2 separate regions of the Mus musculus genome follow, and region 1 is linked to region 2. The links are chromatin contacts, called in public HiChIP or PLAC-seq maps. All regions are on one chromosome and are shown on one strand. Each heading gives the region's core, a stretch centred on a gene start, on an enhancer-like site or on the middle of the called end of the contact. The rest is flanking DNA. Distances are from core to core; before and after follow the strand shown. Region 1 overlaps Sergef (secretion regulating guanine nucleotide exchange factor). Region 2 overlaps Kcnc1 (potassium voltage gated channel, Shaw-related subfamily, member 1).

Region 1 (2,862 bases), core at 185-2,684, 130 kb before region 2:
AGAATGGGGCAGGTGAGTTTGACCTAGAAACATGGTCAGGGATGTCAGGCAATAAGTGGTTCATTCATCAGGGAGGGGGCGTGGCTGGAGGGGAGGATTAGGAGCAAACAATCTGATAGGCAGACTTTATTCCCTATGTACTTATCCTGGGTTTACTGTACTATAGATGCTGAGCTATGCTGGGGACAGAGGGGAAGCATTGTCCCCAGGAGGCTCCAAGGCGCATTCTGCACTCGGGTGGTCTTTAGAAATAGTAGCAAAACAGAAGTCTGGTCTTGGTGGACCAAGTTATTGTGTGGGGGTTCAGAGAGAAGCAACTCAAGGTCATACGTTCTCAACCTCTGGCCTAAGGCTGGGTCTGGATCCTTCAGTGAGACAGATGCACCTTGATGAAAACCAAGGAACAGGGGCAGCACCGGGAGGGAAGCACGCCAAGACTTGAGGACTCTCCAGGGAGGCCAGGGACGAGCTTGCAGGGAAGGCCGCAGGCTTATCCATGTAAGCAGACGCTAGGTTGCAGGAGACGGGGGAGAAACAGGGGCTTGTCGCTTGCTTACTTGCTTACCCTTTTGTTTTCGACCCTGCTTGTGAAACCACCTTGTTCTGGAAGTTTCTGGAGGCTACTGGAGCAGTAGAAGTGACAAATAGCTTTCCTGTCCTTATCATCGTCTATACCAGTGTGCTCTGGGACCCCCTAGTGCCGATATGTCATTAGGTGTCTCCTGAGGCAGGCTGGTGACCTAGCTGGGGGTGGGGTGGGGTTGGGGTGGGGTTGGGGGAAGAGCCTGAGTGTACTTGTATCCACCAGAACTGGAATAGGCGCTTTAAGCCCAAACTGGGAAAATCGTAGCACTGGGGATACCACTAACAGTTGAGGGGAACAGTGTCTGGCACTTAGTAGGCTTGCAGTAAATGTTTGGTGGCTGAGTAGGTATTAACAAAGTCCTTTACAGACCACGGCACACTGGCAGACTCACTTCGATACTAGCCTTTGGGAGTCAGGAAGCACTCTGAGCCCTAGCAGAGCACATCTGCTGAGAAGGAGCACTGGTCTGTGAGTGTGAGGCTCCTTCCCAGACAACTCATGAACGTGCGGACAAAGTGCTGCCTAAGGCCTTGATGTTGCACACTGGAGTCTTGGTACTTAGTAAACAGATGCTAGTTTTGTTTTTTCTTTTCTTTTCTTCTTCTTCTTCTTTTTTTAATGCAAAACTTCTAAAAATGGGAAATGTGCCTCTCTCTGTGTGCATTTTTGCCAGATCGAGCCCCTGGGTCTCTTTATTTTTAATAAGGAAGAAGCACTGGGGTCTGAACAGTGGAACCGAGTGCTGCTCTGCCCACTCATTAGCTTGCTTTGTCTAATTAGATGGAAGCCGCAGCAGCAGCCATTGTGTGTGGAGCAGGCGCAGGCGCAGGCGCAGGCACAGGCACGTGCAGTCTTGAGCCCGCCGACTGCCCCCCTCCTTTACCTCCCCCTTGCCCTGCTCAGGGCCATCACAGTGAGGCTTTTTCAATGGACAGGAGTGTGTATCTGATGGACAGCTGGTGAGCCCCTTAGAGACACTCTTTTTCTTGGTGACCAGTCTTGTAGGACAAAGAGGCCATTGCTTTATTTTATCTTTGAGGCGAGATTAAATGCAAAGCTCTCTTCTCTTCTCTTCTCTTCTCTTCTCTTATCTTTCTTATCTTCTCTTCTCTTCTCTTCTCTTCTCTTCTCTTCTCTTCTCTTCTCTTCTCTTCTCTTCTCTTCTCTTCTCTTCTCTTCTCTTCTCTTCTCTTCTCTTCTCCTCTCCTCTCCTCTCCTCTCCTCTCCCCTCCCCTCCCCTCCCCTCCCCTTTTCTTTTCTTTTCTTTTCTTTTTTTCTGGGGTACCTAGAGGACCTTGGGTTTCTGTAAATGGCCTTAAGAAGAAGAAGAGCACCTGAAAGGTCCTGTCACTGGAACTTGTGCTCTGAGTGTGCGTGTAAGTAGAAAACTGCTGGCCCTGATCCCAGCCAGGCCGGGTGGAGGTGGCTCTGTCCACTCATCAGTGGTGACTGTGACCTCTGGGCTTGCTCACTTTGGTCAAATCTTTCTGCTGGAATTTTCCATATTCACTCTGCTCTGTGGCTGCTCCAATGGAAGAGGAACACACAGGGCGAAGGCCTTTGCTATATGTGTAGAGCCACCCTGGATGTGAAGGCGCAGCCCCCGGGCCAGCTGCGGTTCCTCTGGCGTGCTGTCTGCTCCTGGGGCTGCCTGCCTCATTCTCTCTGTTTCTTTCTCCATAATCAAGCCCGAGTTCCTTTATGGCCATTTTGCCTCAGTTTATCCATACAACCCCTAAGCGCCTTTGCTGTGCCCTACAGAGGTTCTCAGCATCACAGGGAGAGATAGATTCAGGACCCCAGGCTAAGCAGACAGGCTGTGCTTGCCTCCTGATCTCTTCTAGAGTAGAACAGGTCCACTTGTAACTGGAGATGCAACTCCCAAACATGAGGTGTCCTGGTGCTGGCCTCTGCCCTGTCCTGGTGCTGGCCACTTTCCTGCGACACGTGCTCTCTCTTAGGCCTGGTTTAGTTGTTAAGAATCTCTTTCTTCCTCTCTGGTCTCTTTCATTTCGCCAAGGCGACACTTGGCGCTTGCTCCCCAGCATGTTCAACTGTTATTGAGATGCATCCCCGCTAAATTATTTATCACACAATTCTGCAATCATTTCCTTGAATGTTTATCACTTTCTCTTAGCCCACATCCATTCACTAGCTAACTGTTGTTGAACGGCTCACTGTCACGCAGGCACGCACTGGACCGACCGAAGAAAGGCTGCCGTGTGCTTGTTCATTTTCTCCTCAAGGGTCAGGGTTATTATCCTCCACACTTCACA
Region 2 (2,783 bases), core at 138-2,637:
AAGACTCCATCAGGAAGTACCCTGATAGACTCCCTGACCTCTGCCTTCTCAGCCTCTGCTTCTACAAAGCCAAACCACTACTAAGCAAGCACAGGGCCCCAAAGACCTCTCTCTGGGCATGTGTGGATCCTTCCTGGGCTGTGGAAGAAGCGACTTCTGGAGTGCTGAGACACCCCAGTGTTCCATTAAGCTTAGACTAGCAGGAAAGCAGCCAGGACCCAGCCAAAGCCAAAACAGCTCATCCCTTTGCCAGACCCAAGGTTGGGAGGAGAGAGGAAAAACTACCAAAGTTCCAGGATCTACTATGTATCCTATCTTGGTAGAACAGGCAGTCATATCCCTACCGTGTCTAAAAGGAAAGGCGAGAACAAAGGTTTGGGGACTAAGCCAAGGGCTTCAAAGAGAATAAGGGAGTTGAGACAGCCCTGCTTATCAACTCAGACAATAAGCTCTCTCACCACCAAGCTGCCTGAGTTTTACTGAGAAGCCAGCCCTGGATCGAATGTTGACTATGGCTCCCTCTTCCCAGACCCCCTAAGAGCAGGCCATGCTGTCCCATGTAGCTCATGAAGGGCAGAGGTGACTAGATCCAACTAGATGTGATTGCGGCTACACCTTTGTGGATCTTAGACTCAGTTGCTCTGGAGCAGAAGCAGCCCTTTGAGGATGGACCAGTGATGAGATTATCCTTGGGTGGTCCAGTCTGCATCCTATGTAGCCTTCAGCCTTTGCTGAGCCCTTGGTAGAAAAGACCTCATAGTAGTCAGAATTATGGAGCACAGCTAAGACCAGGGTGGGGAAGTGGTGGTGGCAGGGCGACACACACAATCACGGTGATTATTGACTCCAGACAAAGAGGCAAGCTCTTCCTGATAGGCCCGGGACAGCAAGTTTGAGAGTAATGCTGGTGTTATCGTCCACAGGGCAAGCGCTGGGACCTGTGCCCTATATGAACTGTGTGCCAAGTCACCCACAGACCATGGATTCAATAACCCAGAGTACACGCTTAGCCGATGTCCTAAGCTCAGACACGAGGGCATAGGTGTAGAGAATATAGCTCAGTGCCTGGACCACACAAAGAAGACAAGAGCCAACTCACAAAGACTTCAACACAGTATGCTACCTCACACCAACCTGTCACACCCCGGTAGTATGCACACAGACAAATCATGTGTGCACACCCAGAGCAGCACATGAAGTAGTGCTGGAACCACATAGCGCGCGCGCGCGCGCGCACACACACACACACACACACACACACACACACACACACACACACACACAGCCCAGGCACTTCAGCCTTAGGCACCCTCCTACCCTCCTGGCAGTTTCCGCACAGCTCTCTGCCTGTCTCCACCCCATCCCCGCTAGGGGGCGACTGAGTTTCCCACAGCTCGGGCAGCTCAGTCTGTCTTGCCTCTCTGCCCCCTCAGCCTTCCCTGCCACCCTCAGACTGCCATTCCCGTGATGGTGGCTCCTTTATCCATTCTTTTCCCAGAGCAGCTGAGCCCCACCATAGTCAGGACCAGGTCAGCTGATCCCTCCTGGGACTATGACGTGAGGATGAAGAGCTCTGTCAGGTAGCCCAGAGGTAGCTGGCCCCCAACCTGGCCAGCGAGGTGGCTGCCTTGTAAAATTCAGGACACTCAGCGGCAACTGCTTGATGGTGCTACACAAACACAAGCTGGTAGTTTCTGGCTCTTTTTATTTTATTTTTTTCCCCCAGAACCAAATCACAAACCATGAGACCCACCAATTGTGTTCTAGAAAGTGGTAGCCATAGCAACAGAGCAAGGCATCCCATTTCTATGGTAACCAGGATGGTGAGGCTGTTGGCTGTAAAGTCAGACAAACCTACTAGGGATCTGTTGACTTAAGATGTTTTAGAAATCACCAAGTTATTTTTATCACAGCCCCACCCCTGAAACCATAAATTGGAAAGGCAACCTACTATCTATTGAAATGACCAATATGTGCTATGACTTCCACTTATGAATTATTTATGCCACGCTTGCCTTTAGAAAAAAAATGTGCTTGCCTTTCAGAGCTGTTCAGGGGTTCGCCATGGGGATCTGCATTTCAGGAACAGGCTCTGGTCAGAACACACGACAGAGACTGACATGACGCTCAGCCACTCACTTGCTGTGTGACCTTGACCAGTCCCAGTCTCCCCTCCCTCAACCACGAAAGTGAGAGCTAGACTTGCTGCGGGGGATCAAGGTTGCAGGCAGTAGGAGCCCATGATGGCTAATCAGGCCCATGTCCAGGCTTCAGGCTCCCAGAAACTGCAGGTCAGGTTTTCTGCCTAATGGGATCCACCCCCACGGTGGCGCATAACACCCATTGAAGTCAGTGATGCAGAGCAGACAGGAGAGCCAATTGTCTTAAATAAAGTGTCAGTTGAGTTGGGTTTAGAAACTGAATTAGTCTCATCTGGACTTCCTTAGGTTGGGTACGTCCACAGTGTACAGGGCTACAGCCTTGGAGAGCTCGAATCCTTTCCATTTGTTTGTTTTATCTACAGCCTCCAGCAGTAAGCCCAGGGAGGCCCCAGTGCTCTGATGGGTCCTGACGCCTGCTCCTGCTCCCCACTCCTCCCTTGCTGGCACCTGCTCAGGGAGCAGTAGGCGGAAGGAGCTCCCTGCAGGGCTCTGAGATGGTAAGAGCTGGGGAGTGTGTGTGCATGGCAGAGTGTGCCCTCTCGGGAGGTGGTTTGGAAAGTCTGTGTGCTGGGAGAGGCATCCAGAAGAGTCCCATGTAACTGGTTGTGTGCATGGTGAAAA

What was found. HiChIP or PLAC-seq counts read pairs in DNA pulled down with a chosen protein or histone mark.
Region 1: an H3K4me3 HiChIP or PLAC-seq map of embryonic basal ganglia shows a contact between it and region 2, with 2.3 times the contacts expected there. The contact joins two enhancer-like sites. A contact is called at or near these places in 9 of 39 promoter capture datasets (the C10 cell line, the HPC-7 cell line, cranial neural crest and 6 more), 1 of 15 datasets of contacts at CTCF or cohesin (large pre-B cells), 3 of 484 Hi-C or Micro-C datasets (the G1E-ER4 cell line, bone marrow-derived dendritic cells and germinal center B cells), 3 of 115 datasets of contacts at active chromatin or transcription factors (embryonic basal ganglia, oligodendrocyte precursor cells and stem cell-derived neural progenitor cells) and 3 of 9 other capture datasets (embryonic stem cells, liver and pancreatic islet).

What each region holds. Positions count from the first base shown.
Region 1 is chr7:46,555,108-46,557,969 of GRCm38.p6, reverse strand. The region is part of intron 9 of Sergef (secretion regulating guanine nucleotide exchange factor); the gene reads left to right. Among named protein-coding and RNA genes, the nearest start is that of Sergef, 83 kb to the left of the region's middle. Within about 2 kb of position 1,434, at least 24 of the 459 cell types and tissues checked have an H3K27ac peak or open chromatin away from gene starts, as enhancers often do. A contact at or near this core is called in embryonic basal ganglia, where this site is marked.
Region 2 is chr7:46,421,580-46,424,362 of GRCm38.p6, reverse strand. All of the region lies in intron 1 of Kcnc1 (potassium voltage gated channel, Shaw-related subfamily, member 1), which reads right to left. Among named protein-coding and RNA genes, the nearest start is that of Kcnc1, 27 kb to the right of the region's middle. Within about 2 kb of position 1,387, at least 47 of the 459 cell types and tissues checked have an H3K27ac peak or open chromatin away from gene starts, as enhancers often do. A contact at or near this core is called in embryonic basal ganglia, where this site is marked.